Regions from separate parts of the Mus musculus genome. Here all the other regions are linked to region 7. The links are chromatin contacts, called in public promoter capture Hi-C maps. All regions are on one chromosome and are shown on one strand. The core of a region is the stretch at or near the end of the contact, and the rest is flanking DNA. Distances in the headings are between cores, read along the strand shown.

Region 1 (3,242 bases), core at 133-2,632, 1.7 Mb after region 7:
ACAGTGTCTCTGCCAGACACTGAGGAAATCCAGAGAAAAGGAAGTCAGGTCTCTTAATTGGGCAGGGAGCACCCTCTATCATAGGCAGCAATCTAAAGCCAAGACAGATAACAGGTCCAAAGTATGCATGGGAAGTTGGGTGGCAAAGGGTTCCCAGTTCAAACCTTCTGAGGACATCCCGTCTTAAAAGCACAAGGGCTAAGTAAGGAGGAACCCACGGTAAAAGGCAAGAGAAATGCACTCCTTTAATAATATGTTCTGTATGGAACTGGCCAAAATCCAGAATCCTGGTCTTTGTTCTAAGCTCACAGTTTGTCTGGGTTCCTAAAATCTCCCTCCCCAGAACCCCAAACCATTCCAAGAAGCCCAGATCTCTCTGTCTCAAGGTCTCATACCAGGCCCAATGGAGACCTTAGAATTTCTTGAAACCACCCAGTGTGCAAACACCGTTAGCCCAGAACTTCCTATTTCGCGTGGGCCTCGCCCCTTCTTTCTACAAGCTCCCTTCTCCCCAGACTCGCACTCCAACCTCCTTGCTCGGGTCTAAGCCTCTCTTGGTGTTGCATCGTCACCTCCCTGCCCCCACCCTGGAGTCTTCAGCAGCACCGGGACCCCAGCCCACACATAGCAGGAGAGGCAAGAAGTGTCGAGGAGGGGAGCGTGGTTAGAGATGCAGAGAAGGGTGGGCCCCCAGTCTACTGCAAAATGGTGGGCTCTACACACATTCTCTGCCTACATTGCAAGGGCTGAAATTCCAGCTCTCACTGTGACTTTGGACAACTGATATAAAGCCGGAATCTCAGTTTCCCCATCTGCAAACCAGTGGAACCAACATGCTGGTGGAGAGCTGGAGCCCACACGTGCTCAGGTTTCTCCCGCCAGCAGTCATGGTGGCCTCCGGGTTGCAGCCGCAGAGCGAGGAGGCGCGCCCGGGCGCAGCGAGAACCGGGAAGCCCGGGCCGGCTGGAGGTGCTCGCGAGACCTGAGGCCCACGCGGTCGAACCCGGCCGCTCCGGAGCAGCGGAAGGCTCCGCCATCTGACCGCGCCCTCGTGGCGACATCGTGCTACGCGACACGGAGCCAGGGAGGCCGCGGGACCCGGCTCCCAGCCCCGCCAGAAGCGCGCGCTCACCCTGAGCCTGCCGCGGTGGTGGCCTGGATGGAGCTGATGCGCAGGCGATTGGCTGTGTCCTTCAGGGCCTGGAGCTTCTGCTGATCTGGCTTATGGTAACCTTCCATGGCGTGGTAGGACGAGGACGAGGACGAGGACGAGAACGCTGAGGACAGAGACACAGAGCCAGCAGCGGCTCAGGAAGCGACCAGCAGTGACCGAGGACGGGTGCTGCGGGCGGGCGCGTTAAGACTCCTTAGGACCCGCCCATGGGGGGCGGGGCGGAGGTGGGGCGGGGCGCCGAATCACCCCAGGCCGACGAGTGGCCTCTGGCCACGCCCCGCATTTAGTGGACTCTCGGAAGTCGCCAGGCCTGGGGGCTCTCTCCCAGCACAGTGCCCTGTTGGAATTAATCACACACAAACAGTAGCAACAAAGTAACTTCGCCACTATTCCTGGTTCTAAGCATGGCTCAGAGTTCCGCGGCTGACTTGGGTAGGACTGAGAAGAGAGATACTAATCAGTAATTGCACTTTTCTAAGGAAAAGGTTGAGGCTTGGCAAGGTTAGATTGAGATTACAGGGTTGGTGGGTAGCGCTGCAGCAGATTATCCTCAGTCCAAAAAGATCCCAGACATGAGAATAAATATACACTGCCAGAAACGGTAATACTGAGAAGTTACTAGGAGTATGCTGGTCTCAGACTACTAGAGCCAACGGACAAGAGTGGATTCAGAGAGATTACTGGGTTTGCCTCTGTAGAGACAGTTAGCACCTACTGCTCTTACCAGATCTGGTGGAGCTGAGAGGACTGAGCAGCTGTAACAGAAAGCGTTGCCTTCACAGTCTCGTTGGATCTGTCTCATTGGATCCATGACACACACTCGGGTCAATACCGTTTCCAGAGGCGGAGGTTGTTGCAATTTACAGAGAGGATATAAAGGCAAGCCTGTGAGTGGGTGCTGGGCAGAGGCAGAGGAAGGCACCAGTACAGCTTTGGTCCAGGTCCTCTCTGTGTCCTCCACAGAGCTCAAACTCAGAGTCATGAGACAATGGGCCCTGTGCAAGTGAGCACCCCTCCCCCAAGCGCTCCCTGCCTGGCCTGTTTCCCAGGTGTCCCAGTGAGACTGCCAGTGTGGTTTGTTACAGCCCCTGGCTTCTGCTGGCTCTGCCCAAAGAGGCTGGCCCTCCTAGTGCCTGACTGCCAAGGGCTGGACCTGGGACTGGAGTGTTGTGGTCTCGGAGTGTTCCACTATCAGATCCTTGGCAAGGCAAGTGCCACCTCTGTCCTCTGCTCACCAACAGGTCAAGGAGGCAAACAAACCTCAGAAGCCTTTGGGCCTTCCAACCCCATGGACCTGAGGGCAGTGATTATTAGTCCAGTTCTTCATTTCTCCACCTGTCCAATGACACTGATGTTAACTTCCTCTTCCTCCTCCTCCTCCTCCCCCTCCTTCCCTTCTTCTTCTTCTCCTCCTCCTCCTCCTTCCTCTTCCTTGTTCTCTTCTTCTCCCTCCTCCTCCCCCCTCCTCCTCCCCTTCTTCTTCTTCTCCTCCTCCTCCTTCCTCTTCCTTGTTCTCTTCTTCTCCCTTCTCCTCCCCCCTCCTCCTCCACCTCTTCTTCACAGTGGAAAATTATAATCTATTTGGGAATGGAAACATAAGCTAGAGAGGTATATGTTTTTATTTCTGAATGTTCATTTCTATATATCTGAATGTCCTTTTTAAAATTATAAAATAGTTACAACATTTCTCTCCTCCTTTTCCTCCCTCCAATCCCTTCCATACATCCATCCTTGCTCTCTTTCAACTCTACACAAAGATCTACAGGCAACTAAGGAATCCTGAGAGTGGGAGAAGTAGTCTTCTCCCAGAAAGAGCATACCAAGTGGTTACCCAATACCAAATGGTCAACCTTGAAAACATACACACCAGTAACTTTCTACAGACTGAGTGGGTTATAGTTAGTAATATATATATATATATATATATATATATATACATATATATATATATATATATATATATATATATATATATATATATATATATATATATACATATATATATATATATGTGTGTGTGTGCATATACATGCACACACACACACACACACATATACATATATATATA
Region 2 (3,416 bases), core at 118-2,617, 1.1 Mb after region 7:
CACTCAGAGGGTCTACACTAGGGGCAGAACGTTGACTTCTTAAATAATCCTGGTCACCCTGCAATATTCCCAATCCTTAAGAGCAACCATTCTTGAGAGGTCTCAAGTAATCTGACTGCAGCACGTCAAGAGGTGAACTCTGGCCAGCGTCCAGCTCTCCTCACAGCTGGAGTGGAAACCCTAGTCCAGTCACAGCTGGAACCTCCCTGTCAGGGCTCCTCTGTCTTATCAGACAATGCAAGCCACCTCACCTCTGGGGCTTCCTGCAGAAGGTCCCCAGGCTCCTGCTTGGCCTTGTTCTTTCTGAGTCATCAACGAAATTCTGGGACAGAACACTGAGGGTCTTCAGAGGGTGTGAAGCCGAGGGCCACCCTGCTGGGCAGTGATAGGGGTCACAGCCCAGACCACATCTATCGGCTGAAGAGGCAGGGCCCCACCAGACCAATGGACAGATGTTCGGCGCTCAGATCTCCAGCCTCATCAGCCCATTCCAAGGGAATGATTAGGAGAGGGTTAAGTGCCTTGTGCAGTTCTATCTGAGATATAGCAACTCCCGAGGGATTGCAGGGGGGGGGGGGGGGCTACAGTAACTTTTCTGTTCCTCCGAGTGTTTAGAGTGCAGTAGACCGCCAGAGACAAGCCAAGAGGTGCCTGCAGTGTCCGTCTGGTGTCACCTTACGTCGTGCCATCTGTGAACACGGCTCAGTCAGTCTTTGTCCACACACTGCAACTAAGGGCCAGAGGAGAACGAGGGACTGGGAGGGGTTCTACCGCTACTGCCCGCAGATTGGACTCAGGAGCAAGACCATGGGGGCCGCGTGCGCAGCGGCCGCTCCAGGCATTCCAAGCTTCTGCCGCCAGAAGACAAAAAGCCCCACTCGCCCCAGGAGTAGCGGTGTCCTGCAGAGACACCTCCTAACAACCCGATGGAGCCTTTTCTAAAACGCCATTTAGCCCTCAGGTTTTGGGACCCCGGCGAGCCCCACCAAGCGTCCTTCACCCCGGTCGGTGCCCTGGCCGTCTGTTGGGCACCGTTCGTCTGACGACCTACGGCTCACTGCCCACCCGGCGTCACCCACCGTGCACCAGCCTCCGCATGTCCTGGTAACGAGCCCATAAGTGCGCGCTGAGGTCCGCGCCGTCTGCGGGCGCCGAGCGCGGGGTGCTGGGGCAGTGGGCTCCGGGACCCGGCGGGCCGCAGCCAGGGCAGGAGGGTGAGGACGAGGCGGCCCGCGGTCCGCTGTGGCCTCTGCACAGCAGCAAGCGCCTAGCTGTCGCCCGCAGTCCGGCACCCGCCATGCCCCCTGCGCGCTGCCCCGGCCGCCCTCCGCCCGTCCGCTGGCCCGCCTGCCCGCCGCTCTCCGACTGCCCGCCCGCCACCGTGGCCGCGTGCTTCTCAAGGCGGCCGGCCAATGGGGGAGGCGCGCGGAGCCCATCCGGCCAATGGACGCACCACTCGGCCCAGGGGGCGGGAGGTCTCCGGGACGGGGCGGAGCGGGCTCCGACCCCCGCCTCCTTGTCCCCTGCTCGGCTCAGGGGCTCTGCGCCCCCCTTTGGTCGTCTCGGTGGCGATGGCGGTACCTTTCCTCCCTTGAGCGGGAAGTCGCAGAGCCCCGGGTCTCCGCGAGATCCTGGACGGCCGAGGAGCAAGAGCGCTCGAGTGTACTGCTCTTCCTTTGCCCAAGGGTCTTTTTGCCCCTCCCCTGCTCTTCTGTCCTATTCTTTCCAGACCAGTTCTCCTGCCCCGGGGCCTCGTGCCCCTGCCCCAGTTTCTGACTGACTGCACGTTCCACTGGAGCTGAGGTCGCTAAGACAACAAGAGCTCTACTTGCTTTCAGTACCAGTCCCAAGCTGGCTAAGACCACTTGGCCTGATGGGCAGCTGACGCCTGCTGAGGCAGCATTTTCTTTGTATTGCCTGGTACCCAACCCAGGTGATCGACTTAAATGAGGAGCCTATCTACTGGGCATACGCTTCTGGCTGTGGGCCAGGATCACTGCAGCCACCAGGTTTTGGCGGCTGTAAAAGGATGGGCCAGACGGTGCAGGCCCCCAGTTGAATTGCCATGGTTTTTTTCAAGCGCTGTCTCAATGAAATTCTTTTCATTCCATCCACTTCTGTTTTCTTAGCTTGCAGGTGTACACTAGGAAAGGCTGGGCCCAATGTCCATTGTTGGTGGTGAGTTGCCCAACTGAACACACGTGGCTGTTGGGTTTAAGGTTGTGTGTAATGTGTACGTTTGTAGTTTGCCTGTACCTATGCTGAGGATCGGGTGTATCAGATTCTGGTCTGGGTAGTCATGGATGCCGAAGGGTGGGCTTATGGGTGGACCCTTGTAGGTCCATTGACCTAGGTGGGCTGTGAAGACCTGGCCACATGTGGATTCCTTCCAAGTGGATGACACTTTACAAGTTTCAGTCCTCAGATCCAAGAGAAATGGCACCAAGTGCCAGGCGTTCACTGTGTGTGGCTTCTCCAGTAGGTACCTCCAGGCAGGCTGCGCTTAGTCAGCTGTTTATGACCCCCCCCCCTCTTTCTCTGCCTTCATGGTTCCCTCACTGCCTCTATTCCTTCCCCAATAAACTCCTTTCATACCAGATTTGTTGCACAGCATAATTTCTCAGGGGCATACCTTGGCATGGGCCCACCAGGCCTCCTCGCTGCAATCTGTCATTTAATTCTGTTTTTTTTTTTTTTTTTTTTGATACAGGGTTTCTCTGTGTAGCCCTGGCTGTCCTGGAACTCACTCTGTAGACCAGGCTGGCCTCGAACTCAAGAGATACGCCTGCCTCTGCCTTCCAAGTGCTGGGATTAAAGACATATGCCACCACTGCCAGGCCATTTAATTCTTTTAGATTGTCAATTCTCACAGCATCATAGAAAGGCTCATCTTACAAGGGTGCCGATAGGGTTGTGGTTTGACAGCGAAGTCACTCTTTACCTTGATCCTCTTCTGTAACTATTGGTTGTGATGCTTAAAAACACTACAAGTTACCAGAATAACGGTAATTTCCCACTTATCATAGGTTTATATTATTTTAGCATGTTTGTTATAGACAGTTGTACTTTTTGCTGCGACGATAAAATTCAGCTTTCGAAAATGCATATCGAGTTATGTTTGTATTAGAATCCAAGTCAAACCAGTCACATCCAGAAATAAAAGGAAGGAGTGTCACGAAACTGCATTTTAGCTGATTTCATTCACAAAGGGTCGACACCTCGGTCAGGGTATTACAAAAAAAGATGGCGATGGCAGAGTAGGGGGCGCGGCAGTAAACTCTGAGCCTCAGCAGTGAGAGCAGGTCGAGGGCGGGGCCGCCACGCCACGTTGGAGACCCCGCCCCCCGAAGGTTCTCCGTCTCCAGAATCTAGGCGCGTGCGCAGGCTTCTTCAGACCGACTCAGCCTCACAGAGCA
Region 3 (3,208 bases), core at 237-2,736, 1.4 Mb after region 7:
TGTTATAAATAAGCAAGGATAACCCTACTGCATCTGCATTCAGAGCTGCAGCAGGACACCCCCACCCCCAGTGAAGACTACATCCTGCTGGAACTCCCCATTCTGCCCACAGAGCACAGTTGTGAAAACATGTCAGTTTTGGAATTAATGCCTCTATATAATAGCTTAGTTATAACTCCTCTCTAACACATCACAGGGACACTCTCAGGTCTACGTGCCAAGAGAACTCCATCCTTTAGTGTCTGTGTGTGTGTATGTGCCCATCAGAGAAACAGCACAACCTCCCAACCCAAGGGCAAATATGACCCTTCCTCCAACCCCCATTGGGCAACAAGGGCCATCTGTGACTTCCTTCTTTACTATAAAACTCCCCAAGAAGTGCCTCTGAGACTTTCCCGGAGCCTCTAGCCTCCTCCATCAAGTCAACCAGGAGGGTTGTCAGAGTTTCACGAAAAAAGAGGAAATTTAAAAATGTAAATAACAAACGTGGTTTGGAAGAACAGCAAGCGGAAACTTCAGATACAACTTAATTGGGAAAGCTCAGGACAGAGCTGAACAGGTGAAAAGGGAGGCTGGGATGTGGGTACCGCGGCAGTCAGAGAGGATCTTCCCTGAACAATAGAGGGAGTAGGGCTGGGGGTCGCGCAGCAATGTGGGAGCACCGACTGCACTGCCCTAACACTACAGGTGGGTGTGGGTGAGTCTCCCCACACCCAACAGAGAGGGCAAACACTGGGAGTGAAGGTTCAGAGAGGAGCCCAGCATTAGGCTAGCAGACACTTAAGGGTGTGGGGGTCTAAGAGCCAAGGGGAGGAAGGCTACGAGGAGCCCCTGAGAAGAAGCTATGGGGGGGGGGGGGTAATCTCGGTCCATACCGAAAAGTGAGGTAACCTTAATTTGCGACGGCAAAGTGGGAGGGGACCAGATTTAGGCTGACATCAGACAAGAGACAGGTCTAAGGTGGAGGTGGTGAGGGGCAGGGTCACTCCTGGCCAAAAGCTCTCAGCCCAGGGTCCCGGACTCCCTTCTAGTCTCGAATAACCAGCACCGTCTCGCGGGAGAGGGAGGCACCGCAGCCCAAGGGCCCGGTGCCCAGGCCGGAACTCTAAGGGCAGGAGGGTCCCCGGGGTGGGGCTGGGACTGCGGCGGTCGACGTGGGGACGGGGAGGGGCTGGGGTCCCGGACTCACGCATCAATGTGCTGAAGGCCACGACGCCGAGCAGCCCCTGCAGGAAGATGCCGAAACTGTGCATGAGCGCGCCGCTCTCACAGCGGCCCGCCCCGGACGCGACCGTGGAGGCCGGCCCGCTCGGCAATCCGCGGCTCACGTTCCCTCCCGGGCCTTGCATGGCGGCCTGACGGGAGGGCGCGAGGGGCCGCCGGCCTCGCTGCAGCCCGGGTCGCGCTGCCCAGCCGCGACCCCGGACCTGGAGCTGGGTGCCGGTATCTCAGCCCGCGGCCGCCTCCGCGCCGCGCGTAACCCGACGTCCGAGATCGTAGAGCTTGATTGGTTGAGCCAGGCGTGAGGCGGGCTTCGATTCCCTCCGGGGCGGGGCTCTAGCCAGGGCTAGGGGCGGGGCTGGAGGAGAATCTCTGCAGGTAGGTAGAGCAGGTGAGCCAGACTGTGTAAAAGGAATCCCCAGAGCCCTGTGTTCTAGGTCATGAGAGCAGTGTCAGGGACAGTGATGGAGTCTGTTGCTAAATCCCTTTCCCCTCCAAGGCAAATCTATAAATGCCCTGGACAATTTCCTAAGAATACTCCTACATTCTGCCCTCAGATTCGGTTCACTACTTCGGAAGTGGAGTCCAGAACCTGAGGCAACATTATGCTAAGGCACGGTATTGAGTACAATAGTCTCAGCCGTCTGAGGTCTTCTTCCCACGCCAGGGATTGAGTGTTCTACTTTCATGGTCAAAAGCCAGAGGATTCAACTCACTATTCAAAGCTCCAGGGTGAATCCCTGTTCCCAAACATAATTTGTGGGGGTTTTGTTTTGAAACAGGCACTTTCTTAACCCTGCCTGTCCTCAAACTTAAAACAAGGACCTAGAAACAATGATGGCCTTGAACTCCTGATCTTCACACTCACGCACTCTAAGTGAATTATAGGTAGGTCTGTGACACCAGTCTGTCTGGTTTTGCTACTTTGCTTGAGATTGGTCTTGTTGAATTGTCCAGGCTAATCTGAACCTTTGGACAAAAAAAATGATCTTTCCACCTCAGCCTCCGAGGTAGCTAGGACTGCAGTTAAGTGCCACTACACTTGTCCCCCACCCCCACTTTAAATGGTTACTTCAATCCAGCCACTTTTCGCTTTATAAAAAGGGTGAGTTTAAGTGCAAAGTCAACATGCACAAGTCCTTGCTCTGTTCACTTCTGAGATACAACTACAAATAGAACGGATTTTGTTTTGAGACAGCATCTGGAACTCATTATGTAGCCCAGAATCTGCCCGACTTTCTCTAAAGGCATATGCCACCACACCCAGTCTGGTTTCTTTTCTTTCTTTTTTTTTTTTTTTTTACCTCCAAACCACCGGTGTGCACAGACTCCAATTTAAGTTTGTCTTACTACCCAGACCCCTAGACATCTCTGCTGTCTCTCTAGACACCTCTTGCTGGTGCCCTAGAGCTCTGACTTGTCTGCTGCATGTCAATGGGCATGTGCATGGTACAGGTCTAACCTACATCAAGGTATCTTTTTGGAACAATAAATACTAACTTTAAAGACATTTCCTCAAGAAGTTCTAATTATCAAAGAGGACTAAATGCTTTCCAAAGTTTGTTTGTTTTATTTAACAGGGATATAGACTCTGCAATCCATAGGAAATGCAATTCTGCAGCCTTTCTCTTACCGTCTCCTCGCACACCGGTATGGATACTACTCTCTAGCCCTGTGCCATGAGCTGCTGCCTAGGCGGCAAGCCACCTGTCTGCCCATCTCCACTGCACCTTCACCTTCTGTGTGCTCTGCTCCACCAGCACTTTCAGCTGTATGTATGTTGGTTCAGACAGCTAGGTCTCTCCCCTGGTATGAGCTTTCTAAAGGCAGAGCTAGTGTTGATTCACTCTTGGCACAGATTTGGCACACAGCAAATGTAAATTTACCTGAATTTTAACTTATGTATATTTAATTTATTGAAATGTAAATTTATTTAAAGTTTTTTTTATTGAAAAAGATTGTGAAACTAAATGAACGTATAAGGGAA
Region 4 (3,138 bases), core at 582-3,081, 1.3 Mb after region 7:
TGACAAAGGGAACCCCAGGAGGTAGGGCTTATGCTTCTCCAGCTGGAACCTGATTTTGGTGACTTCCTGTGTCAAAGCTAGCATTGGCCTAGGCTTGGACTTCTGGAAGGCAAAGACTCCAAGACAGTGTGGTTCTTGGTCTGTCACCTAGCAGTACTTAGTGAGGAGGCAGGATGACAGGCGGGACCGAGGCATCTCTGGGCTTGATAACATCTTGTTCCCTTTGAGGCTGACTCATGGAACAGAGGTCCTGAGTGCCCAACTTGTGGAACTCCATGTCTCAGGCCCAGGGGAGATGGACTTGCAGGACTGGGTTGTAGAAGAGGTACGGAGACACCTACATGGAAAAGTTGGTGATGAAGGCTTTCCTGGGTAGCTCTACTTGGAAGGTCGCTTCTTGAACAGCATCGGCTCTGTTGACCACCCGGCTGGTGACAACAGTATGGGCAAATCGGGAAGAGACCCGGGAGTCCACCGTGAGGCTGTAGATATCGATGCCATTCTGGACAAGGGACAGGGAGGAGGGCTGAGTTGTTTACCTGCCACCCCCCAACCCAATTTTTCAAGAGTAGGCTTCGAAGCTGGTCCCAGACCAACCTCCACCCTTCATCTGGCCCGGATACTGTTTAGGCCTCAGACAGAAGTCATCACACATCTCAGTGAAGCTGAAGGCAGCTGTGGACCTCGTTCCCCACAAGACAGCCCCATAGAGCAGACCTACAGAGACCTCATGGGAAACAAAGCGCCCAGGCTAACAACGCAAGCCTGGACAAAGCACACTTCTCATCTCGGCAGAGGCGAGGGGCTCAGAGTCGGGGCCCTGTGTGCAGGTTGAGATCTGCCTAGTATGAGGGGTCTTTGATTTTTGGAAACTCTGGCCTCAGTGAAAGTGGGAGAACACTCCTGCCACTCTCCTATCAGATAGTCCTGGGAATCTGTTGACAATCAGGTTTCTAAGGAGCGATGCTCTTCTTCGTCAATGTTCCCTGCAATGGACTCTCTGCCCTGACCCCTCCACTGGGTACTGCTCGACACATACACGGTTTACCCCAAGGCTGGCATGTCCTTAAGAAAAGGCATGTGCACACACACAGCCCCGTTCCTCTACCTGCTCCATGTGCCATGCTGCACACACACAAACTGTTCAGATACTCATGGTTACCTGCCCCAGTTTAGGACAGAGTTTAGCAAGCATCAGCTCTGTACCATGCATGTGTGGCACTAAACACTTCCCAGGTATCATAAGCTTGATTATCAACCAGCACAGCACTCAGACTATGTTTTATTATCACAGTCTTTCAGATGAGGAAACTGATAGGTAGACCATGTAAGTCATTCCCAGAGGTCACTCATCTAGAGCAGAAGCGCTGGGCTTATACAGCCACATCCCGACTTTCTTGGCTCTGCTGTCAGCCTCAAGGGGCAACTGGCTCTCCTCTTTCATCTATAAAGTGGCAAGAATAGGACTATCCCATCTATTAAATGAAGGAGCCTTAAGGATCTCTGGGTACTGCCTGGTTACCCAGCGATTAGCAACATGCCCTGCACACACACTGACCTGCACACCTGCCTACTTAATTACATGCATACTGAAGAGGCACCCCTAACTTTCCAGATGTGTCTGCTCATTACCCAGCTTGCACCACACTCACACAGGTAGACACAGAGGCACCTATGGGTACTGCTACCTTCTCGGCAGTAGTGGTCGGAAGCACAGCCAACAGTGAAGGCAAGAACAGCACAAGGTTCCACATGTGGGCAGGGGCAGGGCTCTTCATCTGCCTTCAGTTGCCCGCCAGACTGCTTCTGAGCCCTGGAGCAGGTGGGTTATAAACTGGCAACTTGCTGGTTGGCCAGCCCCTGCTGGTGCAAGTTCTCGGAAATGCAGGTTTCCAAGCCAAAAAATCCCAGAGGCCTCAGATAAGGACACAAGTGACCTATGTCCAGTAAACTTTGCTGATAGAAGGACATACCCTGGGGAGAGGCAGCTGGGCATTAGCAGGCCTTCTGCTAGCTAGGTTCAGAATTCCAGAGTCACAACCTGATGTAGACATCCATCATGATGTGTAGGGCCAGAGGCACCCAGCAGTGAGGCTAGTAAGCTCTCAATGAGCCCAGGAGGAAACATAAGCTTCCGTAGAAAGACCAGGGCTGGAAAAAATACCCTAGGTGGCTTCCTGGAAGAGACAGGGCCATATTAACCTGGTAGGTAGGCATGCCCGTGGGATCCCTGAGACACCGAGAGGACCACAGACGCATCTGAGGACATTAGCAAGATTGGGCACTTTTTGGAGCAAAAGATGCTGGGTCCAGAAACCCCTGTTCACTCTCTGGTACCAGGCTGCTCCATGGGTCCTATTAGTATAACCAGGCTGTAGGTTCAAGCCAAGCAGACTCTCGAACAGGTCTGCAATTTGACAATACGTTAGAGTTGTAAAGATGCATACCCTGAGCCTAGAGGTGTGATGTTGGACAGTCTATGCAGGAAGGTGAGGCACAGGGATAGAATTCCTGAAAGCTGTGTACAGGTAGAGTGTGGGCTGACTTTGTCATAGCAGGCCCTTGAGAGCGGCCCTTAGGTGCTGCTAATACCTTTTCTCAATATGTCCTTGAGAAAGTAGAAGCACTGATTTATTTTATTTTATTTTTTGTTGATTTTTATTTACTTTCCATCTCGGTTGCAGCTTCCCCTCCCTCCTTTCCTTCCAGTCCCTCCCTCTCAGCTCATCCCCAACCCACACCCATCCACCCCTCCTCCCCTTTCTCCTCAGAAAACAGGAGGCCTCCCGTGGATATCAACCGGTCTTAGCACACCAAGCTGCAGGCTTATCTTCTTCTTGATCTTAGCCATTCTGAAGGAGCTGGAATTTCAGAGTTGTTTTGATTTGCATTTCCCTGATGACTAAGGATGTTGAAAATTTCTCTCTCTCTCTCTCTCTCTCTCTCTCTCTCTCTCTCTCTCTCTCTCTCTCTCTCCTTCCTTCCCTTCCTTCCTTCCTTCCTTCCTTCCTTCCTTCCTTCCTTTCTTTCTTTCTTTCTTTCTTTCTTTCTTTCTTTCTTTCTTTCTTTCTTTCTTTCTTTCTTTCTCTTTTTTCAAGACAGGGTTTCTCTGTGTAGCCCTGGCTGTCCTGGAACTCA
Region 5 (3,450 bases), core at 752-3,251, 1.2 Mb after region 7:
CTGTGTAAGTACCTAGTATAGCCAAATACCTGACAACATACTTTTAGTATTCTGTGTTTTTTAGTAATATTCAGCATTGTAACAAATACTTAAAACAAAAATTGTGGTAATAAGTAGGCAATTACCATCCTACTTCTCACAGGAAAACCACCTTCACCACTGCCACTCAGAGCCTTTAATATTTACCTACTCCTTATGTTATCTTTTGTTGTTGTTGTTTTCTCTCCTTTTCTTTTTGCAACAGGGTCTCATCCATACCATATTAGTCTTGAACTCAGGGCTTGAATTTCTGAGCCTCCTGCCTCCACATGCTAAATGCTGGGATAGCATGTACCACCATGTCCAGTTTATGTAGTATACGGACCTGAACCCAGTGCTTCACAAATATACCAGATTCTCTACCAACTCAACTACAGTTCAACCCAACTATCTTTCCCATAAATGGAGTGATATAAAAATGAAGAGGTAACCAAGTCAGCACTCTCTTTCATGATGTCTGATGTCTTCCTAACAGTCTACTAGACGGGTCTATAGCATGGGGATTTGGGGAATGCACTAGTACTTGAGCTACGTTTCACACTCTAAGGTGCATCTGCACATACAGGTGTTACTGTTTTAATCCCAAACATGTCTTCAGCAGTTACTATCCTCACTTCCCCCACCCTCCAGCAGTGGCACACGCCTGTAAACCCAGCATTCAGGAGACTGAGGCGGGTGATCCAGAAGTCTGAGGTAAATCTAGCAGCAAAGTAAGGCCACTTCAAAGATAAACGAGGATACTTTCCAATCTTTCATTTTGGATCTTAAAAACTACTAAAGCAAAAGCTATGTTCCTCAACATCTGGAATCCAATATGCTTCTGAATTACTTTGGGGGGAAAAGCCTACTACCAAATGGGTTAAGAAAGAAACGTATAACCACTTTTTTGTTTTAATGGCAGGTCTCACTATGTAACCCAAGTACACTGGAACTTGCGATACTCCCAACTCAAGAGCTAGAACAGGTGTTTTCTACTGTGCCTGGCTCCTACAGTAAGTTTTGAAAAGTTTGGATTAAGATAGCATATTCCACCATACGCTTCTATAGTTAGTCCTCGAATTCCTACATCCGGTCTATTGTGTATTTGTCATTTGTTTTCCAGGAATTTTATATTTTTGTCCCCCCTTTGATATCAAATTTTCTTAAAATAAGACTCACTTCTTCAGAAAACAAAATTTTGAAACGGAAAATACTTTTAAAACCAGAAAATACAGTTTACAAAAACTCAACTCGTCGTGACGGTACAAATGAGAAGCTTAAGTACCTAGCCTGTAAATAAGTAAGTCTCTCTGACAAAAACAAAAAAATATTCCGTTTGGGCGATCATTGGGAAAGAAAAAAACAAAAACAAAAACTCAATAGGGAGTTTTTTGCCGAACGCACAAGAAACCAAAAAAAAAAAAAAAAAAAAAAAAAAAAAAAAAAAAAAAAAGAGGCCTTGAGAGGCGGAGGAAAAGAAGAGTTCGCCCGACCTGTCACTGGTTCTGGGGCTAAAGGAAACGTTGACAGCTTTGAAGGCGGCCCGCGACGGGCGGGAAAGAGCAGCGAAGGGAGTTTCCGGGCCCTGCTCTGCCTTTGTCCCGGCGGCAGGTGCGGCCGGGCTGCTGGGCCCTGTCCCGAGGCCCCGCCGCCGTGCCGTGCCGCGCCCCGCCCCGCGCCCTGCCCGACCAGCGCGTCCGCACCACGGGGCGGGGCCTCCGCCGCGACTCCCGCCCGCCCGCCCGCCCGCCCGGGCCGACACAAAGGCCCGGCAGCCGGCCGAGGAGGGGCGGCCCCGCCCGCCCCGGGCCCGGCCTTACCCCGCCGCTCCGCCGCCTGCAGCCCCGGCTGCGGTCCCCGACCGCCGAGCCCCGCCCCGTGGCCGCCACGGCTGCTAGCGCTCCTCTGGCCGCGGCCGTCTCTCCGGCACCCGCCGCCCTCACCGCCCTCACCCCTCCCAGTGCTGCCGTAAATCCAACCTGTGGCCGCCAGGCGAGCCCGGCTCGGCGCGACAGTGTATGTGTGTGCGCGCGCACTCGGCCCGGCCCCGACACACTTTCCGGCAGGTCCTGGAGCGCGTGACGTTGAACCGCAGTTCCAGTTCGCACGTGGCGCCCGAGAAGTCGTGGTGATCCCGAGACCTCCTCTGCTCCTGAAGCGTCCGCGGCCAGGATGAAGAGGCCTAGTGAGTGGGGTCGGGAGCGAAACGCGCGGGTGGTGCTTTGTGGCTGGAGGGAGAGGACTCTCCATAGGCCATTGATGAGTTCCGCGTAGATCTGATGCTTAGAAGGCCCAGACCCAAATTTGGCCTGTTGTATAGCAGGAGAGCTAAGCCCTTGAGAGGAAAACCGAGCCAGATTTCTGTGATTAACGTGTTTGAGCCTCTTTTCGAGCCTGCCGTTTTCCTAGAACTATTCAGAACCATGGTCTTTCGGCCTTGGTGGCACGCGCCCTAATCATGTACACGAAGGATGACGCAGTAAGATAGAAAGTTTGCAGCCAGCCTGGGCTGTATACTGAAACCATGGCTTAAAAATTAAAAAAAGAGCCTGGCCGTGTTGGCGCACGCCTTTAATCCCAGCACTTGGGAGGCAGAGGCAGGCGAATTTCTGAGATCGAGGCCAGCCTGGTCTACCAGGACAGCCAGGGCTACACAGAGAAACCCTGTCTCGAAAAAATAAAAATAAAGAAAGAAACCTTGATATTTGTAGTGCTTTCCTCTAGAAGCTGCTTCCATTGTGGGTCCACCGAGTCGAATTGACTGGCGTTGTGGTGTGATTTCCATTAAATACCCTGCATAACTTTGCAGGGACGGTTGAGGCAAGATCTATGTTGCCCGGGATAGCCTTATTGTTGTAGGCCCCCATGGCCTGATAAAACAATCTCTTGAGGGCCAGGAATATGGCTATAAACACTTGCCACTAAGCCTTACTGTCAAGAGTTCAAACTCATATGATAGGTAGAACTGACTCCTGGAAATTGCTTTCAGACCTACACACAAAATAAGTAAATGAAACATTTTGGGTATGGAGTGAAGACCCAGGGTTGTCCCAGCCCACGTGGCAGCTCCATGCTGTCTGTAGAAGGACAAGTGATGAAGCCCTCTTGTGGCTTCCTTTGCAAGAACACTACATGCACGTGGTTGGTCTGCTGACAAGAGAGGGCAAAACATCCATATAGGTGATGTGAGAAATTTAAAACACTCACTGCTCATGTGTGCAGTCTTTCTCTTTCTTTGTTTTGGCAGAGTTAAAGAAAGCGAGTAAACGTATGACCTGCCATAAGCGATATAAAATTCAAAAAAAGGTAAGTGTTCTGTGAGGCCCATAGCAAGTGGGGTGCTAACATGGCTTTCTTCATCTCTGTGGGGAAGGCTCTTGTCATGGTATAGGATTGGACAGACTGCAGCTGTGGGAAAGTACAGGGTAAACG
Region 6 (3,056 bases), core at 457-2,956, 1.7 Mb after region 7:
AACTGAGCCAGGTCCTCAGGAAGAGCAGCAAATGCTCGTAGCTACTACTGAGCCACTTCTCCAGCCCCAGTTTTATCTTTGTAAACACAAAAACCTTTCAATTAGGTATCTTAATATTTACAGTCAAGGTATTGTGTACTGCAACTTAAAAAAAGAAAAACCAAACCAAAATAAAAAAACAAAACAAACTTAAGCAGTCTATGGAAGTTTATAGAAAAAGAATAGAACTTTCTTCAACCCTGATACCAGGGTTGAACTCAGAGCCTGGGGCTCATGATGCACAGCTGTGCACCATTGAGCTAAATCCCTACCCTTGGGAAATTTTCTTATAAGATCCTTTGTTTCATTTCTGGAGGATTTAGGAATATTTTCACAAGTTACACATTTTGCGGTTACCAAACACAATTTATTATTTTCAGAACTTTGTTAAGAATCATGGATAGAAACCATTCTCTGCCTTAGGCAAATTTGGTAGGGTTTTAAAATAAACAACTGAAAATGTGACTAAGAAATTGTAACTCGGGGTGGGTATATAGCCCAGTGGTAGAGGAACAGTGCCTGCCTGCTATCAGGGGGTCTTGGGTTTGAGTTCCTGTACTACAAGAAATAAACAAGAAAATCGAACATTAGTATTCTTTCTTTTGCTGCAACAGCGTTAACTCGGGTTTTCAGCGCAGGTGTTGAGCTTTAATGTTCTAAAACCGAACCTCTGTATAGCCCAATGAGTGAATGAGGAAAAACGGAGCACAAGAAAAGGGGCCGTGTACACAGGTGCTTCGAGTTGAGGTTAACTAGAATCTGCGAGTAGACAAAGTAACTTCTGCAACTCTATGCCACTCACACAATCCCAAAAGAAGGGAGCCATCAAAGGTCCTAGCACTGGTCTCTTTTTCTTGCAAACGTCTCCAAGGAATCCAGTTCTTACTGAAGTAGCCTTGAAAATTTTCCTCAAATTCCAGAGATACAGAGTAGTTCGACTAAAGCTGGTCTAACTCCTGAAGCTGATTTTTAAAGCTTCAAATCCAAACCATCACATTTAGGTCGGCAGGGAAAGAGGAGCGGACTCTTCCATCAAGTACATGTATCTAAGAGTCCTCAAAGTCTTCAAACACAGGCTTTCACTCACTTGTTAAAATTAACTTGTCTCATATTTTACCAATGCAACCTCAAGCCCCGAGAACCGACCCAAAAAGACTGATCCTGCCTCGTTTCTCTCCTCCATCCGATTTCCCTGCTCTGTCTCTGGTCTACTCCTTCCGCTACATTCTTTCAATTCCGCGTGCCCCGGTCACCTCTTTGGCTCCGGACCCGGTTTTGGGAGAGGTCCCGGCCTCGCCTTTGCGGTCCTGGGCTCCTGCTTCTCTCCCCCACCCCCAATCCTCAGCTGTCTGCGCGGTCCCTTTAAGAGGCGGCAGCGGCCAGGCTGGCCTTGTCCCCGGCCGGGCCTCACTCACCCACTGGTTGGCTTTGGGGCAGAAAGTGTACAGGGCGACCTGGCCCGTGAGGTCTGCGATGCTGGTGATATAGGGGTCGTGTTGTTTCAAGGCCGCCAGACTCATCTCTTGCTCAGCTCGACTCAACAACTCCATCTTGGATCTCAGAGCCGAGCCCCTCCGGCGGGGGCGGACTGTGGAACAGGAAAGTGCCATCCAGGCAAAGTTCCCCCAGCTCAGTCAGCCCTCCACTTCCGCCTACCGGCCCAGCCTTGCCGAGCGTGGTACTTCAGCTAATCTCATCCGCTGCTCCTGTGCGCCAGGAGCCCTGGTTCCGATTTTCTTCGGGCCGCGTCTGCCGGAAGAGACAGGCCCCCGCGCCTGCGCGGTGGAGCCGTGAGCTGATAGTCCGGAGACCTCTCTCACCTGGCGGGGTGTGAACCGGTTCCCTGAATGAACCTGACTCCTGCCGGGGAGGCTGCACCCCAGCGCAGTCCCTAACTCGGGTTCCGGCGCAGAATCGAAATGCTTGCTGCTGAGGACATGAGGTCTCCACGTACCATTTAGAAAACTCAGACCTGGCTGGAGAGATGGCTCAGCGTTTAAGAGCACTGACTGCTCTTCCGAAAGGTCCTGAGTTCAAATCCCAGCAACCACATGGTGGCTCACAACCATCTGTACAGCTACAGTGTACTCATATACATAAAATAAATAAATCTTTAAAAAAAGAAAAAAGAAAACTCAGTCCAAATGAGGAAGGGGAGCTGTCCGTCACTTCTGACCTCAGAGTGCACCTTCACTCTTAACAGTTTGGTAACTTTTGAAAGAAATGTTTCAAAGCAGCCAAACTAGCCTGCCTGGAACTACAATAGACTTGGCCTACCCTCTTTTGCTCGTCTTTTTCCTCATCTGGGTCCCAGATAAATATTTCTATTGTTCTATAGAGACGTCTATTATTTAAAATAGTAAGTAGATCTCTTTTAAAAAGAAAACATTTATTGGGCATTTTAAGGGATCAGGAAGTACTAAGAGGTAAAGCAAAGTGCTCAGGCTGTTTTCATTGAGTTGCTTTAAAAACCATCGTTTCTCTTTATTGAAGACATCTCAGCACAAATGAACATTTTTGAAAGGATAAACTTTACATTTTCTCAAAGTACCCCCACATATTTGTGTTGCTTGTGGTTTTACATACTAATGGAAGGGCAAACTTTACATTCTTGACAGAACCGCGTGTGAAGCAACTACAAAAGCTGGAACAGCCGCCTATCGGTTATTCACCCTTCACTTCTGTACACACTCACTGATCTTATTGAGTGGTTGCCAGCTCCGAGCTTCCAACTCTTTTGGCTCTAGGAGAAACTAAACGCAAGCAAACAGCCCCATGATAGATGTCTCTCTTTGAATTCCAGAGGGTGGCGTCCTTATTGCCATCTGAGCCAGGAAAGGTAGTGAAGGAACCTCACTACCAGTTCCAGCATGGCAGGCAAGGTTCTGGCAGACCTTGCTCTTCTCCCCTTTTCCCTCTGCCTTGCTAAAAACTGTTAGATTTTATTCCTAACACTAGCCACCAAGGTCTAGTCCCTAATTTAGCCACTTCTTTCTCCTGAGGCCGACTACCAAAGT
Region 7 (3,383 bases), core at 194-2,693:
TTTCCATTTTCCATACACCAAACATATACAGACAGTTCAAGAAAACAAGACTAACCAAGTCCTTGCCTTACCCCGCCCCTTCACACAACTGAACACTCTTTAATAGCCTCTCACTGCCCTGAAAATGTAAAATTCAAGATCCTTAGTACTGTCCACACTTACTCAGCAGAGTAGGATCACTGTCCTAATTCTCTGCAGCCCATCTCTCACCATTCCACCGTTGATTCTGCGCACCCACTGCATATCTGAAGTACCTCTTTACTTTCTTCTCCAGTACTCACAGTAAGTACCAAACCTTCTGGACTACCATAACTAACTTAAGTATACTTAATTCCTACCAAAACAATGGCTCCTTCATGAACAACAACATCCATTACTCTCTGTTACAGGTATTTGACTTGTGCTATTGTTTCTCTCTCCTCACAGATTTCAAGGTACGAAAGAAGAGACCAAGTTCCTCGTGTTCAACATCGTGTGCCAGGGACAAATACAATCCAGCAAGCTAAGGCTAACAGCTCTGCACTCTGGAAGTCAGCTCTCACTGAGTCTACTGCAACAACTTTCTTTACGATTTTTGGAGACTGAAGCGCCCTTCTGCTTCACATACACAACTAGACTTCCTTAACAGGGCAAATTCTCTATCCAAGCTGAGGAAAGTATCCCGGGGAGGTCCGGTAACTACCTGTCCAACAAAGTTTTCCACAACACACATGCCACTAGTAAAACTGTAGCGCCTCTCATTGGAGTGGCATCTAGTGATTGAACATCGGGGTCATCAGAGTGGTGGAAACAAGATCAGTTAGGAGTGACTGGAGTCTCCTGGTCCTCACACTGAAACAAGGACAAAGATTTTTTTTTTCCCACGTACCAAACGAGGTGGCGTTGCCTCTGTGCGGTCCCGCCCGCCCCGAGACGCAGGCTGGCGAGGACGGAGGGACCCTGAACTGGACGGGAGCGTCCTTGGGGTCGAGAACACGCCTCTGCCTGCCAGGGAAGCTCCGGGAGTCCGAGGCAGTCGGCGCAGAAGTTCCAGCGGCGCCCCAGCGGGGCCGCTTCGTGCAGGGCTCCCAGCCGGGGCCCGCACTCATGCTGGGACCCGCAGCACACAGTCCCCGGGCCGGCCCGGGCGGAGAGCCTCATTCACTAACCCGGACAGGGACGGACTGCGCCTCCTTCTCGGCGCGCCGCGCACCATTCCCTCTCCGCAGCGGCCCGCCTGGAGGCTGCCACTCCTCGGGCCTTCGAGCGAGACCCTCGCTGCGCAGCCGCTTGCCTCCGCTCGGCAGCAGGGAGCCCACCAGCCCCGGGACGCGCCGCTTCCACTCGGCTCGAGATCGGGCTCCGGCTCCAGGCTCACTTTCCCACCACCGGAAAGCAGCCGTCTCGCGCTTCCCACTTCCGGGCCGCACACAGCCGTAAAGCGGAAGTGCGATACTTCACGGGAGCCGGCGCCCGGAAGGTCAGCGTGGTGAAGGTGGCAGGAGCAACGCGGGTCTTCCCGCTGTTGCTTGTCGCGGCCACGGCCGAGCATACGTCCCCGGCCTGAGGTGGTGGTGGCGAGCCCACCGCCGTTTGCTGCGACCTCATGGAAGGTGGCGGAGGAAGTAGCAACAAATCCACCAGCGGGTTAGCTGGCTTCTTCGGAGCCGGAGGAGCGGGTTACTCGAACGCTGATTTGGCCGGCGTCCCGCGTGAGTATCGGGCCTCGCCTGCTCCCCTTTCTGACTCCTTCCTGGGACAGCTAGAAATGTGTAACGTTCCTGTCCCTTTTCCTGCTCGCCTTTACGAGATTCACCGCCGGTGATTGGGTTTCAAGGCTGAACGAATTTGGGGGATCGTAAATCCCCGGGAAGCTCTTTTAGTGACCTAGTTTCGAGAGGAAACACAAAATGTCCTCCTCTTTAGTGCCCCGTCCCGTCTTTTCTCGTCACACGCTTTTCTGTATGCTTGGCCCTGTTAGGAGACCCTAGTTCTAGAAATAAACATTCCAAATAACAAGCGCGCTATTAATTTTTTTTCACACGGCTTTTAAATATTTCTAAACCAGTTAGGCGAAAACATTTTTCGTTCTTTGTGCGTGTGAGAGACAATTCAGGAAATCAGAAGGAGCTGGGGAAGCAAACGAAACTTTTAAGAGATTTTTAAACAAGAAAAAAGAGCCAAATTCTGAAAGCGATATAAGCAAATTCAAAGATGCAGAGGCATGAATTCCCAGCCTGTTGGCCCTTCTCAATCACCTAAGTATGTCTTTCAGGCTTTTAATGTTTTGTAATTATGGATATTCGACTGGATAAGTAGAGCTTGGGAGTTAATGTTTAATAACACTTTACTAAAGTGTTTCTTCTTGCTAATCCTCTAAGTAAAACCTTTACACTTAAAAACATTCAGAAAGCCGTTTGATAACCCTAATGTCTGCTGTCAAAACTTGAGTCCAGGACACAATTTATGTGTATCTTAGGATATCTCAGTTGCATAACATGAAGGGCACTACTTAAGGTGAGAGAGTACACATACTACTGAGGAGAGTAACGTGAGGACACAGAAGTTAGTGATAGATGACATGGCAATTGAAATAGGACCCTGAGATGGTGGTGGTGGTGATGGGCCGTGAAGGTTGTTGGAGAACAGGTTAGAGAAAACAGCTTGGGAGTTGAAGTTAGAGCTGTGACCTGAATTTAGCAACAAGTGCTTGAGAGACAGAACAAACCTGCTGTGTTTCTTGAGAAGCTATTGGGTCAGTTTGTCTTTAGAGTTGCAAGGGAATGAACTGATACAAGATTGATTGTAAGAGTTGAGAGGCAAGCCGGGCGTGGTGGCACACGCCTTTAATCCCAGCACTCGAGAGGCAGAGGCAGGCGGATTTCTGAGTTCGAGGCCAGCCTGGCCTACAAAGTGAGCTCCAGAACAGCCAGGGCTACACAGAGAAACCCTGTCTCGAAAAACCAAAAAAAAAAAAGAGTTGAGAGGCAGGAAACAGCAACAAATACAAGCTTTTATAAGCAAGGAAGGGGGGATTAGATTTGATCTAATTGTAGATGAAAGCCATTAGGGCTGATTTCATAATTTCTACAGAGAAAGTGTGTTGAAGGGATAAGAGAAAGTAAGAAATGGTTGGTATGAGATGGGATGCTTGTGTAACAATTGGAAGTCTGAAATAACAGGACTTAAAATTGATCAATAGGCTGGGCGTGGTGGCGCACGCCTTTAATCCCAGCACTTGGGAGGCAGAGGCAGGCGGATTTCTAAGTTCAAGGACAGCCAGGGCTACACAGAGAAACCCTGTCTCGAAAAACCAAAAAAAAAAAAAAAAAAAAAAAAAAGAATTGATCAATAGAATCATGCTTAGTGCATACATTTGTGAGCAATCAACCAAGATACAAAAG

What was found. Promoter capture Hi-C pulls out the DNA fragments that hold promoters and counts their contacts. Capture Hi-C pulls out chosen DNA fragments and counts their contacts.
Region 1: a promoter capture Hi-C map of pre-B cells shows a contact between it and region 7, with 7 times the contacts expected there. The contact joins the promoter of Tkt here to the promoter of Timm23 in region 7. A contact is called at or near these places in 4 of 39 promoter capture datasets (erythroid cells, liver and pre-B cells) and 1 of 115 datasets of contacts at active chromatin or transcription factors (kidney).
Region 2: a promoter capture Hi-C map of pre-B cells shows a contact between it and region 7, with 6 times the contacts expected there. The contact joins the promoter of Nt5dc2 here to the promoter of Timm23 in region 7. A contact is called at or near these places in 6 of 39 promoter capture datasets (the C10 cell line, embryonic stem cells, hematopoietic stem and progenitor cells and 3 more), 2 of 484 Hi-C or Micro-C datasets (B cells and CD4 T cells), 4 of 115 datasets of contacts at active chromatin or transcription factors (astrocytes, embryonic stem cells and pancreatic cancer cells) and 1 of 9 other capture datasets (liver).
Region 3: a contact with region 7 is called in a promoter capture Hi-C map of liver, with 3 times the contacts expected there. The contact joins the promoter of Stimate here to the promoter of Timm23 in region 7. A contact is called at or near these places in 4 of 39 promoter capture datasets (hematopoietic stem and progenitor cells, hippocampal neurons, liver and 1 more).
Region 4: a promoter capture Hi-C map of hippocampal neurons shows a contact between it and region 7, with 3 times the contacts expected there. The contact joins the promoter of Itih4 here to the promoter of Timm23 in region 7. A contact is called at or near these places in 2 of 39 promoter capture datasets (hippocampal neurons and pre-B cells).
Region 5: a contact with region 7 is called in a promoter capture Hi-C map of adipose tissue, with 5 times the contacts expected there. The contact joins the promoter of Gnl3 here to the promoter of Timm23 in region 7. A contact is called at or near these places in 16 of 39 promoter capture datasets (the 3T3-L1 cell line, the C10 cell line, the HPC-7 cell line and 11 more), 4 of 484 Hi-C or Micro-C datasets (CD4 T cells, CD8 T cells, natural killer cells and 1 more), 9 of 115 datasets of contacts at active chromatin or transcription factors (astrocytes, embryonic stem cells, extraembryonic endoderm stem cells and 3 more) and 3 of 9 other capture datasets (adipose tissue, embryonic stem cells and liver).
Region 6: a contact with region 7 is called in a promoter capture Hi-C map of liver, with 3 times the contacts expected there. The contact joins the promoter of Dcp1a here to the promoter of Timm23 in region 7. A contact is called at or near these places in 4 of 39 promoter capture datasets (cranial neural crest, liver and pre-B cells) and 2 of 9 other capture datasets (adipose tissue and liver).

What each region holds. Positions count from the first base shown.
Region 1 is chr14:30,547,271-30,550,512 of GRCm38.p6, reverse strand. Tkt (transketolase) reads right to left here and starts at 1,382. Exons shown (of 14, transcript NM_009388.6): 1 at 1,133-1,382. The coding sequence starts at 1,239.
Region 2 is chr14:31,129,040-31,132,455 of GRCm38.p6, reverse strand. It overlaps Nt5dc2 (5'-nucleotidase domain containing 2), which reads right to left and starts at 1,367. Exons shown (of 14, transcript NM_001374087.1): 1 at 1,080-1,367. The coding sequence starts at 1,299.
Region 3 is chr14:30,823,872-30,827,079 of GRCm38.p6, reverse strand. Stimate (STIM activating enhancer) reads right to left here and starts at 1,486. Exons shown (of 8, transcript NM_028839.4): 1 at 1,190-1,486. The coding sequence starts at 1,349.
Region 4 is chr14:30,885,169-30,888,306 of GRCm38.p6, reverse strand. It overlaps Itih4 (inter alpha-trypsin inhibitor, heavy chain 4), which reads right to left and starts at 1,831. Exons shown (of 23, transcript NM_018746.4): 1 at 1,689-1,831; 2 at 342-502. The coding sequence starts at 1,778.
Region 5 is chr14:31,017,682-31,021,131 of GRCm38.p6, reverse strand. It overlaps Gnl3 (guanine nucleotide binding protein-like 3 (nucleolar)), which reads left to right and starts at 2,001. Exons shown (of 15, transcript NM_153547.6): 1 at 2,001-2,203; 2 at 3,266-3,324. The coding sequence starts at 2,191. It overlaps Pbrm1 (polybromo 1), which reads right to left and starts at 1,994. Exons shown (of 33, transcript NM_001081251.1): 1 at 1,839-1,994. RefSeq lists an enhancer at 1,263-1,291.
Region 6 is chr14:30,478,215-30,481,270 of GRCm38.p6, reverse strand. Dcp1a (decapping mRNA 1A) reads right to left here and starts at 1,706. Exons shown (of 10, transcript NM_133761.3): 1 at 1,455-1,706. The coding sequence starts at 1,649. It also overlaps a transcript of Cacna1d not described here.
Region 7 is chr14:32,199,951-32,203,333 of GRCm38.p6, reverse strand. Timm23 (translocase of inner mitochondrial membrane 23) reads left to right here and starts at 1,443. Exons shown (of 7, transcript NM_016897.3): 1 at 1,443-1,691. The coding sequence starts at 1,586. It overlaps Parg (poly (ADP-ribose) glycohydrolase), which reads right to left and starts at 1,363. Exons shown (of 18, transcript NM_011960.3): 1 at 869-1,363. The coding sequence starts at 1,088.